Regions from separate parts of the Gadus morhua genome. Here region 2 is linked to region 1. A link is a contact called in public Hi-C data. All regions are on one chromosome and are shown on one strand. The core of a region is the stretch at or near the end of the contact, and the rest is flanking DNA. Distances in the headings are between cores, read along the strand shown. Region 1 holds the start of pdgfra (platelet-derived growth factor receptor, alpha polypeptide). Region 2 holds the start of fip1l1a (FIP1 like 1a (S. cerevisiae)).

Evidence for each region. Hi-C and Micro-C count contacts between places; a contact is called where the count stands out from the background.
Region 2: a contact with region 1 is called in a Hi-C map of gill, with 4 times the contacts expected there. The contact joins the promoter of fip1l1a here to the promoter of pdgfra in region 1. A contact is called at or near these places in 2 of 6 Hi-C or Micro-C datasets (gill and heart).

The regions. Positions count from the first base shown.
Region 1 is chr12:4,543,284-4,549,886 of gadMor3.0, forward strand. pdgfra (platelet-derived growth factor receptor, alpha polypeptide) reads right to left here and starts at 4,718. Exons shown (of 29, transcript XM_030372728.1): 1 at 4,469-4,718; 2 at 2,035-2,117; 3 at 1,644-1,931; 4 at 1,199-1,468; 5 at 122-261. The coding sequence starts at 2,092.
Region 2 is chr12:4,689,151-4,695,929 of gadMor3.0, forward strand. fip1l1a (FIP1 like 1a (S. cerevisiae)) reads right to left here and starts at 3,360. Exons shown (of 13, transcript XM_030372876.1): 1 at 3,163-3,360; 2 at 2,724-2,769; 3 at 2,212-2,266; 4 at 1,971-2,092; 5 at 1,009-1,076; 6 at 818-907; 7 at 538-659; 8 at 31-116. The coding sequence starts at 3,223. It overlaps scfd2 (sec1 family domain containing 2), which reads left to right and starts at 3,708. Exons shown (of 9, transcript XM_030372615.1): 1 at 3,708-4,646; 2 at 4,729-4,897. The coding sequence starts at 3,833.

The DNA of each region.
Region 1 (6,603 bases), core at 3,468-5,967:
AGAGAGATGTAGAAAAATATGGAGGGAGAGAAATGGAGAGAGAGCAAAAGAGAGAGAAAGAGAGGGAGCGCAATAGAGAGAGAGAGACATGGTAACAGACATGGAGGCTGTTCTTCAGTACCTGTCTCGTGGGGTGGAGCCAGTTCTGCACATAGAGGGGGCCCTCAGGGGCCAAACAGGTGATGTTGAAGGGCTGGCCGGCCCTGACCGCCTCTTCACTGGCAATCACCTCCACGTGGAAGTCCTCACTCTCTTCTTTTTCAGCACACACACACACACACACACACACACACACACACACACACACACACACACACACACACACACACACACACACACACACACACACACACACACACACACACACTCACGCACACACATACGCACACACACGCACACACACACACACACAAAAAGCCAGACAGATGTAAGCACAGTCATCTCTCGATTGACCACAACCATGACCTCAGTTCTCTCTCTCTCTTTCCTTCACTCACTCTCTCTGCTTCTCTTTCTTCATGTATTATTTCTCTCCTATTTCACTCTCTCTCTCTCTCTCTCTCTCTCTCTCTCTCTCTCTCTCTCTCTCTCTCTCTCTCTCTCTCTCTCTCTCTCTCTCTCTCTCTCTCTCTCTCTCTCTCTCTCTCTCTCTATATATATATATATACATATATTTCTCTTTACCATTATCTCGCTCTCTTTTTCTTACAAATGTGTTTTTCATGACATCATTACATTATCCCATGTGTGTGTGTGCACATACACACATATGCCCGGCATGTTACCCATGTGGTCATCTCCCACGGTGATAATGACATGATGTCACACCTTAGATCACCATTGAGCTCTCTGATTGGTCAAAGCAAGAAGTGACTGTTACAAGCTGTGTCCAGATTGTCCAGAACTTCCTTACTAGTCTCATTAGACTCGCTATAAAGTCTGGGCTATGAAGTCACAACGCGACACCTTCTACCGCAGTTTGGTTTTCCTGCGGTTGGGAGGTTTTCCCTTACTTTGGTAAGGGAAAAGGACCCTCACCCACACTTTATCAAGGTCAAAGCTCTTCTCCAGTCAAACTTGTGAATAGGTTAGGTCACGACATGATCAAAACATATATGAGCTCTTTAATATTTGCAGACTAATTCCATGATGGAGGTAGGAAAAAAAGAAAAGAAATAAAGGCAAACGTCAAATTCACCTTTGAGGTTCTCCACGGTGTACGTCTCGCTGTGGACCGTACGGCCGTCCGCCGCGGTGGTCTCACACCGGTACTGGCCCACCGGCATGTTGCTGAAGAAGCCCATTTTGTTGTCGTACAGAGCGGGAATCTCCTGGCCACCCGGGACTCCATTCAGCGTCACGTGAGAGTAGGGGTTCGAGACGCGGCAGGGGATGAAGACGCCGTTGCCGATGATCGGGAACACCATGAGGTTCGCCGCTTCCTCCGGGACGAACGGGACCTCTGGGTCTGGACGTGGAATGACGATCAAACGATCAAGCACCAGCTCGGAACGCCAACATCCAGAACTTTGCCACACAAGAACCTCCCATTAAAAAAAACTATTCCCATGTGTATTCCCAATAAAATAGGTACAACTCTAGTTAAACCAATGAAATAAAATCGCGTGACAATTATTCTTCACCTGCGACAAAAACGTAAATAACGGCCTCGTTGAGTTCTTCGTCCTCGTCAACAGGTCGGTCGTCGGGATCTTGGTTCTGACAGGTGTAGGTTCCCGTATGCTCCACGGACGCGTTAGAGATGACGAGCGTTGACGAGTCGGAGCCCGCGAAGACGAAGGTGTTTCGGGGCAGAGGCTCGGCCCAGATCACGTTCTCGCCTATGCAGCTGATGTTGAACGTGGAGAGAGGCGAGAGAACGAACTCGACTTCCTTGGAATCGATGGTCGGCGTGGAGCGTCCGCAGGAAGCTGCAAAAGGAAACGTTGGATGAAAATGTGCAGCAAGCTAAATAACGTAATAAACGTAAATTTAAAAAGCGCGTTAGTTCATCGCTAAATATTGTGTCCTTACCTGATATGACGCCCAGCAAGACAACTCCAAATGTAAGGAATCTCTTCATTCCGGCCATGACCGTTGTTAGTTTTTGGGTCGTCCTGTAAATGAAAAGCACATGTCTCACTCATTGGTTCGGTAAACACTTGCGTCCTATAGTTTACGTGACGGATTCCAAGCTCATCCAACCACATTGATCAGTTATGTGTTGTGAGGCAGGTTTTCAGTAAAAGTTGGGGTGTTTCAGTGTGATTTTGAGTATAAGGGCGTTGATTTCTTGCTGCACATCAGGGGAATATTCGGGATAGGCAGATGGAGTGAACTTTATTTTTATTCTTTTTCGAATGGTGCCAAGTTCCAGTTCGGTTGGGTATGCCCCTCAAACGTTGGCCGCTAGGTGGCGACATAGTCCGCTTTATGACTGCGTCGTGACGGTTTCGTCTCCGCATATTTTTTTTTACAGTCCTTTTCTGTAAATTTCAAACAAGAATAGGCCAACTAAATTGCTTCAACAAAAAACGGTTTCAACATTAACTACCACGATCGATAGTGGATCTACTATAAAAACAAATATCTTTACTATAAATGCTAATAACATTTATAGTAGCCTACCTATATAGGCTACGTAATTTCTTTAGGATATGGTCTAATATAAGGGGATTGCATTCGCGCAGAAAAACAAGGGCCAATATATAAAGTGTATCTCGTTTTCAATTTAAATCGAATTTCTCAAAAACAACAACAAACACATCGAACTGGTTCCATCATGGTCCGTTTGACCATAGATGTTGTCCAGTGACGCTCATTTATCTGTTATCTGTCCGGGAACAAATGAATAAGAGCGAAACAACCCAACCAGCACACTGGATAACTGGGTAGCACACTGCTGTAAGAGTTCATCCAAACTTCCCCAACTGCCTCTTCAACTCTTGCTTAATAACCATTACCCTGAAGTTGAAACAGTCTCTCCGCACCTCTGTTTTCATGTCTTTTATTTTCCTTTCTCCTTTGAAATCATCATGTCTCTTGTGCGCTTTGTCCAATATGGATTTTATGGGAAATCCATCGAACAATGGCCCTTTTTCCAAATAATTCCATAAACCGTTTGCCCTGACAAAGTGTTTTGTGGCTTCAGTTCATCCGAGACAGGACAGGCTAATTACCGTGCCAACCTGGGTTTAGCAAGAGTATAATTAGTGGACGCCCTCCACGCGCGAGCGCGCGCGCACAAACACACTCGCGCGCGCTTACACAACAAAGTATTATTCGCTTGAGAATCTCCAGACATTGCAGACCAACTTTGGCCAGGGTGTCAACACAACTCTTTGTAAGCACATCATTTCGAAATGAGATTTCAGCGAAAAGTCATTCCCAGTCTCCATGTCGCTCTATTCGTCTAAGGCTCGTGCGCTAGACTGAAGGAATGTGGCCCCACTGTTTACTCTATACTCTCTCCTGTTCTGATTTTGCACAAAATACGATGTTCAATTGCTTAATAGCAGGCACACACATGTGTGTACTGAATCGATTAATTGATTATAGATGATCATCAATCTTCTCTTCTGAGCCATGTCTTTCCCACACAGCGGGGGAGTGGATCCCTAATGAGCCCTCACTCATTAAAACCTTTGACTCTTGACTTTTTTTTGAAGCGCCTCTGGACGATTACAAAATAAGTCAATTATAACAGCAGAATGAAGAAACTAAATATATAGTTACGCTATACGCGTGCCGTTTCTCCTGTATCCATCGGCATAGTGCTTCAAAAGTTGTGACTCTGGAAGAAAGCAGTTTGCCCATATGCAAAAGTTTCTTTCCTTTTGCCACTTTCTGTTCCGCAGCCTCGAATCATTGCGATGCAGATATTCCTTTTTTAAAGCATTCCATGAGCAGGCGAAGAAAAAATTGGTAGAAAAAAAAGGAATAGGTTTTCTCCAATGTGTTTTCCATTAAGTGTCAGGCATCTCCACAATAGCGCTTCAGTCCGCGAGGTGACACCTCCAGCTGTGAGGCCGAAAAGAAGCACTTTCATTCAGCCAAGGGAGCCACGTCTGCCCGCTAGGCCCCCGGAGGTGAGACCATATGGTGGACGATAAGCAAGAATTCCTATCATCCCTATCGCCCGATAACGTGTTGCAGAAACTGAAACGGAGTGGGCATCCCAGGTCCAGTTCCATGGGAGGAATAACTTTTTTTGCAGGGAATCAACCAGATTTTCAACTGATTCCAAATTATGGGAAAAAAACGCTTTGTTATTTTAAGTGGTGGTAATTTAACTTTATCTATTTCATGAGGTTAAGTTTGTTTTATTTTGGGATATATATATTTTTTAATTGACATTAAAAAAAACAAGTCCCACACCCTCAATTAATGGGCGCCAACACAGCTTACATTTGTTACTACATTAAATGATCTCAAGTGGTGATGATCAAGATTCAAACCATTCTATTACCTTTTACAATCCCAGGGTTTTATATTCCTTTCGATTAATTACATCCAATGCGCATCGGGAGCGTAAAGGCTCCAGGAGGGAACGGTCCAAGGTGCAGTATGTGTCCGGAGAAGTGGTTTGTTCGCCGGCAGAGCGAGCATACGTGCGCCGCTCCGTCCACTTCCACAGCCGCGTTTCTGAATGCGCCTGGGCTACAGCGACCTGTAATTGATTCAATGTTACAGTCCATACTCCTCCTCCCCCCCAAAAAAACTAATCATCTGGCTCAAAGTAAATAACTCGCAGGAAATGCCCCCCTCCTCTCCTCCTCTACTCCCATCAAGCGCAGAGGTTCCCTTCAAAATAAGAGTCTCGTTCAGAAAAAGTAACAGCAGCGTTTCGAGTTGGTCGTTTGAAATTAGATTAACATTTGTTGTATTTATTTCCATACAGATATGTTTTCCTTTTATTTTTCAACTAAGACTTTTTTCTGGATAACAATCTTTAGTTTTAAGCCCATGATGAAGTTTGATTGGCCCTTATTAAACATCCCTAACATGAATATCTATCTTGCCAACCGAAAAGCGCTATTCTCTTTTAACGTTTCCTCCAAATATGCATACCTAAGTATTCGTTTTTTGCCTGCAGGCCACATGATGTGAAAAGGTTGTTTTTTTAAAACCACAAAGATATCTACAAACTCATAGAGGGCGCTCCAACACCATCTTATATCTACTGGTGATGCTCTCTCTCTGAACAGAGAGAGAGGGTGTATGTGCGTGTGCGTGTGTGTGCGCGCGCGCGTGTGTGCCTGTGTGTGTGTGTGCGTGTGTGTGCACGTGTGTGTGTGTGTGTGTGTGTGCGTGTGTGTGCACGTGTGTGTGTGTGTGTGTGTGTGTGTGTACGTGTACGTGTACGTGTACGTGTGTGCACGGTCCCTTACGTGTTGGTGCAGGTGTGTCAGCTGTTTATCCACATAGACCGTCTACTATTCAATAAGTCCCAAGATCTCGTAGCCTGGGGTTGACCTGTCGGACCGAGGGGTGGGCAGAATAATGGCTCATTAGGAGTCACCTATCTCGGGGCAGTGAAGCGGGGTATCCGAGCGAGGTTTCCCCCGGAGGCTCAGCGCTTGGCAGCCCGAGAAACAGCGCTCCAGCCGATAGGCACAATCACTTCCACATGTTCCCTCGGAGCAAGCGCGAAAAGAACAGCGTCCCTTGTTCTCCAAACAAAGGACCTCTAACTTTAGCCGTTAAGCCCAACCGTCAGCCTGCAGGCTTTTTCAGGGTTTCTCTTTTTGTGTGGTGCTCTTCAGCCACTAATGTAAGGACAGGCGAAATGGTAACTATATCCACGCCTTGGCGCTATATTCGATGGAAGTCAAGACATGTATTGACGTGTTGAAGAGTCATAAAACAGGCAGTAGCAATAATTATAAAGGGAAGAAGCCTCGCAAGAACAAAGAAACAAAAGATGGGCGCTTCCGCTTAATTAAAAGGGATTAAACGTGAGGCATACACTTTATATCCTCTCTTTGTATCAAGTGACACTTCAATGCTCGGGTGTGTTGCGTTAAATATATTGCACAACGTTAGAGGAGGACACTGCAACGTCCACAGCCAATAGTGGACCTAAAGTATGACCGTCTTCGGCCACCAGGGGGCGCAATTTAGCACAATAGAACATGGCTATCCTCTGTAAATGCGCAATTCATAGGCTTTATATTGACTTCAAATGTGACTCCCACAAAAAAAAATCAAGATCCATAGAACAGATAAAACTATGTTGTAGGCCTATTCTTAGCCTAAAGAAATCCAACCGTCAACTGCAAAAAATGACCAACCCTACAGAACATGGATGTATAATTCAGAAAGTGAAAACAGACAGATCATGAAAGAGCATATATGGGGTAGACACTGACTGCAGAAACAGGAATGTCAGGAGCAACAAAGGTTTGGACAGTGGAAACAGAGACGGGTCATTGAGGAGCAGGTAGGGTTAGACAGTACAAATACTGATCGTTAAGAAGCATGTATGGGTCAGATAGTGAGTATAGAGAAAGGTCATTGAGGAGCAGGTAGGGGTCATATATACAGAGACAGGTCATTAAGAAGCAGGAAGAGGTTAGACAGTATAGACTATATTGTCTACTC
Region 2 (6,779 bases), core at 2,110-4,609, 140 kb after region 1:
GGGACCAGTTGATGTCAGTGTGTTACCCACCTCAGATCTGGTTGGTATACAGAGCATAATGAGGGACGATCAAACAGGAATTCTTTGTTTGCTGGGTCTGTACGCCCCCTCTGGACCTGAGTGGAATTACAATACAAGGGATTATTATATCAATGACGCTCCTCTTGCACCTTTTGAATTCACTGATTTGTACAGGAATTCAAATAATGTACTTCCTAGAGTACTTCCTTGCTTCAATTACAGTCACTCCATGTTGAGTGATAATACATGTCTGCTAAATGTTTTCTAAATTCTGAAGCAAACAAGCACATTTTACATCCCACACTACTGAAAATAGAAAAATGTTGTGGAGATAACAGCCATCAGTATCTACAGGTAACCGCTCAACCACCAATAGTTTACAACAATTTTGCTAAGAAATTGTAGCATACACTGCAACTTACGTTACAATTCAGGTCCTAAACTAGATCCCATCTCACACCCTGAGCTAAGCCCTACTGTACGCCAGCACGTTGCAGAGACAAACTTCGTCCATACCTTCATTCTGGAAGAAGCAGAGAAGTTCTCCCAACCTCCTCTGATTCTCCTCTGTTTCCCACAGTAGGCCTTCCAGGTGTCCTCATTAAAGCCGTAGTTAAAGTATTCTGAAATGTCGGCACCTGCACAAGAGCAACCTGGTGTTTTAATGCCAAAACGGACCCAATAGACCCATAAAAAACCCAGGCAGGATCAACAGAACAACTGAATTAAACCAAAGTAGAACCCGTAGGGGGGGACAACACAAGACCAGCAGAAAGAGGGGAGACCTACTGCTCACCCGGTTTCCTCCACGGTTTCTCCTCGATGTCCACCCACAGCAAGGGGATTCCCTGGACGTCGCCCAGGGCGTTCAGGTCCAGAGCCTTGGCTTTGATGACAATTAGGAGACAAAGGACAGTAGTAGTAGTGGTTGGTCAGAAAGATGGCAGTTTGGGTGTGGGAGTTGAGAATACACTAAGTACAGTGTACCTATAGGATTGGGCCTTCCCCCAGATCCAACAGTCAAAGATGTGGATCGAATTCCGTGAGATTTTATGCTGCGAAGACACACAAAATAAGGAATATATAGTTAAATGTCGTGAATACACCAAATCAGTCAGTCAAACAAATCAATCAGAGAATATAAATATCCAACAGCAAGACCCTTTCAGATGACCCTTTCTTATATTACATATATTACAAGATAAGTTTCTTGGTTGTTTGGTAAAAGTAACATAAATAGGCATTGTTTATGCATGTCATTTTATGTAAACATTAATGCAAGAGTGAAAATGACAGCCCTTGGTCTGTCATTCTTTCGAGAAGGGTGATAAAAGGGGAAACCTGTAAAATCTACAACATGTGACACCTTTGCCGTATGGTTATCACAACACTGGTAGAGAAACCGTTGGTGCGTATGAGATGACATTGCAGAGTGCGTGGGTTGTGAATTGAAACCCCTGTGCACGGACGACACCCGATGGGATTCTCAGTGAGAATAAATCACAACCCATCACAACACATCACATCTCATACATCAGGAACAATATCAGGAATATGGAAACACGCCGTTGCCCTAATGCTCTCAGGCAGGAAGGAGTTTGTTTTGATTTCTGCAAATTCTTCCTTTCGGGTAGAGTATGAACAGATAAATAGATAGTGAAAGAGAGAACAAGAGAGAGAGAGAGAGAGAGAGAGAGAGAGAGAGAGAGAGAGAGAGAGAGAGAGAGAGAGAGAGAGAGAGAGAGAGAGAGAGAGAGAGAGAGAGAGAGAGAGAGAGAGAGAGAGAGAGAGAGAGAGGATAGGTAGGTAGGTAGGTAGGTAGGTAGGTAGGTAGGTAGGTAGGTAGGTAGGTAGGTAGATAGATAGATAGATAGATAGATAGATAGATAGATAGATAGATAGAACACACAGATAGAACAGGAAAGCCAGAACCATGCTGTTCAACCCACGTGCATAACGATGAGGCTCCTGCATTTATGGTTCCTATGGTGACACAAACATCATTATCGTCATCATCATCATCTTCATTATCTTGGTTGCTGTCTTCCTCTGGGTTGTCTCCCTCTGCATTCTTATGAAGACAGGAACACAACACACAAACAACACGTAGACGGAGGTAATGCTATAAGCTCAACAACGGTCGATACAATGTAATTAGATTGCAAGTTATGGGTTATATGTGCACAGTACCTGCGTTTCCATCTCACCCCCATGATCCTTTGCAGTTTCATGTGCTGTGGCTGTGCTGTACATAAAATATCAATAAAAGTATAAAATAATATAGTAAAAAGTTAGGATCGGTTGAGATAGGCTCTGGTCGGGTGTTCATACTCAAATAACTCAGAGCATAATCACGTCTAGAACTTTAATTACTGCAAGGAATTATAGGACTGGTCGCTTTATTACTGCAGAACATCTTTAATTAAAAGAACCAAAAGGTCAATTTGAATTTATAATTCTATGTTGCATAATATGTGCAGCTAGAGAATGGAGTCAGGGAAGAAAGCCTGGAATTTAACTGTTGATGGTAAGCCACAAGCTCAGATATATCATGATTGGTTAGCGTGGGAACGGAAAAGAAAGCCGTTTTCTCCAAGCACCGATGATGGGTCCAACTAATATCAAAAACATTCACTTGAGATGTGATTATATTTGAAGTGAGAATTCATTAGGTAGACAGAGGGTTGCAGATAGGAACATACCAGTATATTATTTCCATTTCACCTGTATTATCCCTGGTTTCAATTCCTATGGGAGAAGGGCAATAAGAGTTTGATTGAATCTTTGTCTTATGTAGGCCTACCGATATAAGTCAATACAAATTTGTGAAGTGTCAGTGTGAAATAACAATAGGTCCAGTCAGTCACGATTGGTACTTTGCAATTTGGTTTTACAGCCAAAGAAACCTTTGAATGTATGAAGTATAGAATATAGTACATGTGTCCTTGCTTCTCCCGAACTTCTAAATAAACGTTGATTTTTCTGTTGCTTTGTTTGCATGCTGTTTTGCATAACTGAGGAACCTTTTGCCTCCATGTGGTCGGTGTGGCAACAGCTGTCAGCTGGACATGATGACTTTCTCTGCCCCGACCATATTTTCTTATGCAAAAAGCAGCAGGTGGGTTCAACTTCAGAACTCACCTTCATACAGCCATCCATCCTCTTCCTCCTCCCACATGTTGTCCAAATCCAATTCGGACATTGTAAAATCAAAATGTTATGTTTTGATGTGTATTGTTTGACGATTGTTAGATTAACAATCGTTAATTATGTTCTTGATCAAAATAAACCAAAACGGATTAAGAGGTCAATCAAGAGTTTAGCGCAACATGAGCGATTTGACAGTTAACGCCGTGTTTCTATGGGGACGAGGGAGTGCAACAGTCGTTTAACAGTTTACCTAAAGTGACACAATGAACATCAGTCGAATGAAGTCTTTATATTCACCCATTTCATGATTTACGTTCATGTTTTAATAAAAATCAGGAAATTCTGGTGTGATGGATATAATAATGATAATAATAATAAATATTTTTATATAGCTGCATCATATGAGTATAATTTATGGGAAAATATTGACCTGATTATCAGTATTATCAGTTGGTCTGAATCACAGCTAAGGTATGAGTCTGGATTGAGTGACAACTCGTTGGGCGTTTTCAAACCAATGACGTACATCTGTCGCGACGAGAAGCGGACACGTCACCACGGCGAGACTCTCATGTGTTATTGTTTTGGAATGCAGTTCATTTGACATAAATTACGTGTTTTGGGATTTCGTCGTGTGGGACACAATAACAGAAAAATTAAAATGTCGACCACCGAGCAGTTCACCATGTTCCCCGGTCAGATGTGGGAGAAAGTGCTTGCGAAAGTGAAGAGAGCTGTTGTGTTTATGGACGACAAGTGTGCCGAGAGTCTCCACTGGAACGGCGGTGCTATCACTTTGTTTGAAGCAGGAGCCCTTAATGTTAAACAGTTTTCCAGCTTTGAGTCCAGTGGGGAAAACGAACCAAAGGCTGTATTTGTGGTGAGCACATTGCTGAAAGGTAGAACAGTCGACATTATCAAAGACATCATATCCCTTAGTCACTTTCAGTATTGCGTTGTGTTCACCACCGTTGCCCATTCTGTTCACCTGCTTGCTAACAACGTTAGTGTCGAGTTGGAAGGAAAGCCTGTGTTTGAGCAGCTGGAAGAGAAGCTCTGTGAATGGATGGGCAACATGAACTACACGGCTGAGGTGATGCAAGCCCCAGTGGTCTTCGCTCCCGTCTCCCAGCAGCTCCTCCTGGCCCCAGCCTTCGCCCACCTGTTCCCCTTGCTTCCTCCTGACCTAGAGTTGATTAATGCCAAACGTCCAGAGAAGAAGCGGTTTGGCAACATCAGCGACGTGGACATGTCCTCACTGCCCACGAATCTACAGATAGAGATAAAGTCCCTCGCCTCTGCCCTGAACTCCCTGTTTGAGACCACCTGTACGAGGGAAGAGAGCTTCGCCGTTGGTCCCATGAGTCGCCTCATCGCGGCGGAACTCACCAACCACTCCCAGGCGAAAAACCGTCGAAAAACAGCCCCCAATAAAGCTTCAATTATCTTTGTTGACAGAACCATGGATCTAACAGGTGAAGTCTTATAGATGACAGATTTCTGTCTTTTCTAATCTGTAGTTTATCTTTCGTCCTCAAATGTCTTTATTCTCTCCAGGCGCTGTTGGTCACCACGGCGACAACCTGGTGGAGAAGATTCTGACAGTTCTTGATCTCCTACCGGGTCACGCCACGGACATCCAGGTGGACATGATGGAACTGACCAGTCTCCATAGTAACAAGCTCTCTCAGGGAACCGTGGCTCCCGGCTGTCTGGCTCAGACCCCGTGAGTGAGACATCCCATCACTAAACACATGCAGGGAAACCCATTTCTTCAAGGTTTTTAACACATTTTCATTAATCACAATCACAGACCCTCGTTCAGATCTGAGTAAACCAACAAACACTAAGCCAGAAAACCCAGTGGGAACAAGAATACATTTTGAGATGGTAGACATTTGGATTGAGGCAGACATTAAGCAATTGAGAAGTAAAGCAAATAGAAGAGCTGGTCATTATATCTCCAAACTGCCAACAAATTCAGGTTGAAGTTGCTTTATTATATGATTATATGATACGGTATTAAAGGACCTGGATACATAACTCCATAAGTCCATATGTCATCAATTCAACTACTGTTCCAAACTGTCCCTCCTGCCACAAAATATGAATATTCAGTGGGTGAGCCCTTCAATCGGAATTGTCTGTGGTGAACCCCCCCTTCCGCACCCCATTGTTGTTAGTTTTGGTCATGTGAGTTGACTACAGTCTCAAAATACAATACTGTAGAATTTGTGAAAATTCTATCTAAGACTGCTGTTTTTCTGTCTGATGATTTGAAACACCTTGACGCGTATCTGTTTATACATTATAAGGAGAACATTGGTGGTTCCCGGAGAGCGAGCAGGAACAGACTGTGTCATGAGACCTTGTGTTGGAGTAACACTGCATCCAAGGAGGTGCAGACAGTACTAGGTATTAGGGTTTAGTGGGCTGTGACTAGTGGCAGGGGCCAAGGAGATGGGGCAGCTCTGAGTGTGATGGTGGTTGCACGTGCTCGGGCTCATTCAGAACAAATCAAGCATTTGCGGCGATTAGCGCAAACTGCTGCGGCGCTGTGGGAGGGTCACTTCATGGCTCATTTGTGTGACGTCATGTTGTGAACCTTAACCACCTCACCACAACAACCCTAATGGCAGGGCTGTACAGGGCTGAAAAGGACAAAACGGTAGCGATCAGTCTCTCTTCCAACTTCACAGTTGTTTGGTATACATTGGTATGCTACACTGCTAACTTTAGGTGGTTAACAAGGTTTTACTTCCCTTGGGCATCTTTTGGTTTGACGGCCAGCTTACGTGATTGGCCACTGCAACGTGACGTCGGGTTGCATTTTTTCCAAAGGTTGATTCTGTTTACAATTTTCGCTACAGGCCGCTGCGTCTTTTTCCGCAACAGCATGATGCCCCCTGCGCCACAGATTAAACACACTAGCACCATGACAATTAAGCGTTGAACTGGTGTTTTCACCGCAACGCCTGATTTGGTCTGAATGATAGTCCACCACTATGCACAGATCGTGTGCTCCATTCCTCCTGTTATTCCTTAGAGACACTATCAAGAAAATACTTTTACCAAGGCTTCCTTGTGTGTGTGTGTGTGTGTGAGTGTGTTTGTGTGTGTGTGTGTGTGCGTGTGTCTAACTATTGCATCAACGGAAAGGGAAACATGAGATGGCTAAGGACTTTGGAGGTAGGATAGCGTTGTATATTGTAAAACAATGGTCAACGGAATAATCAGCCAACTATCAATGTATTCCCCTCAAAGATATTGGAAACAACCTTTTGTAATGCAAAGAGTTGATTATTTTTAGTTTTCATGAGTTTTGTGTTTGTTAGTATTAGCAAGTGATTAATATTTCGCAATCACAGGTTATCGTCTTTCTTACTAAAATATTGTTCAAAATTAGAATCATAATCAGAAATAATCTAAAACATGCAATTAATTTATAGGTTGTTCCAACATTGGCATCTGTTATTCATCTTTAGTACTGATCTTCTCCTGCACAGCTCCTGTTTTGAGTTCTTCATTAACTGTCCGGAGTGTGTTAACCAGAGCCCCTCCTCCTCCTCCTCCTCGAGGACTCCTCCTACAGAACGTTTCTTTACGCC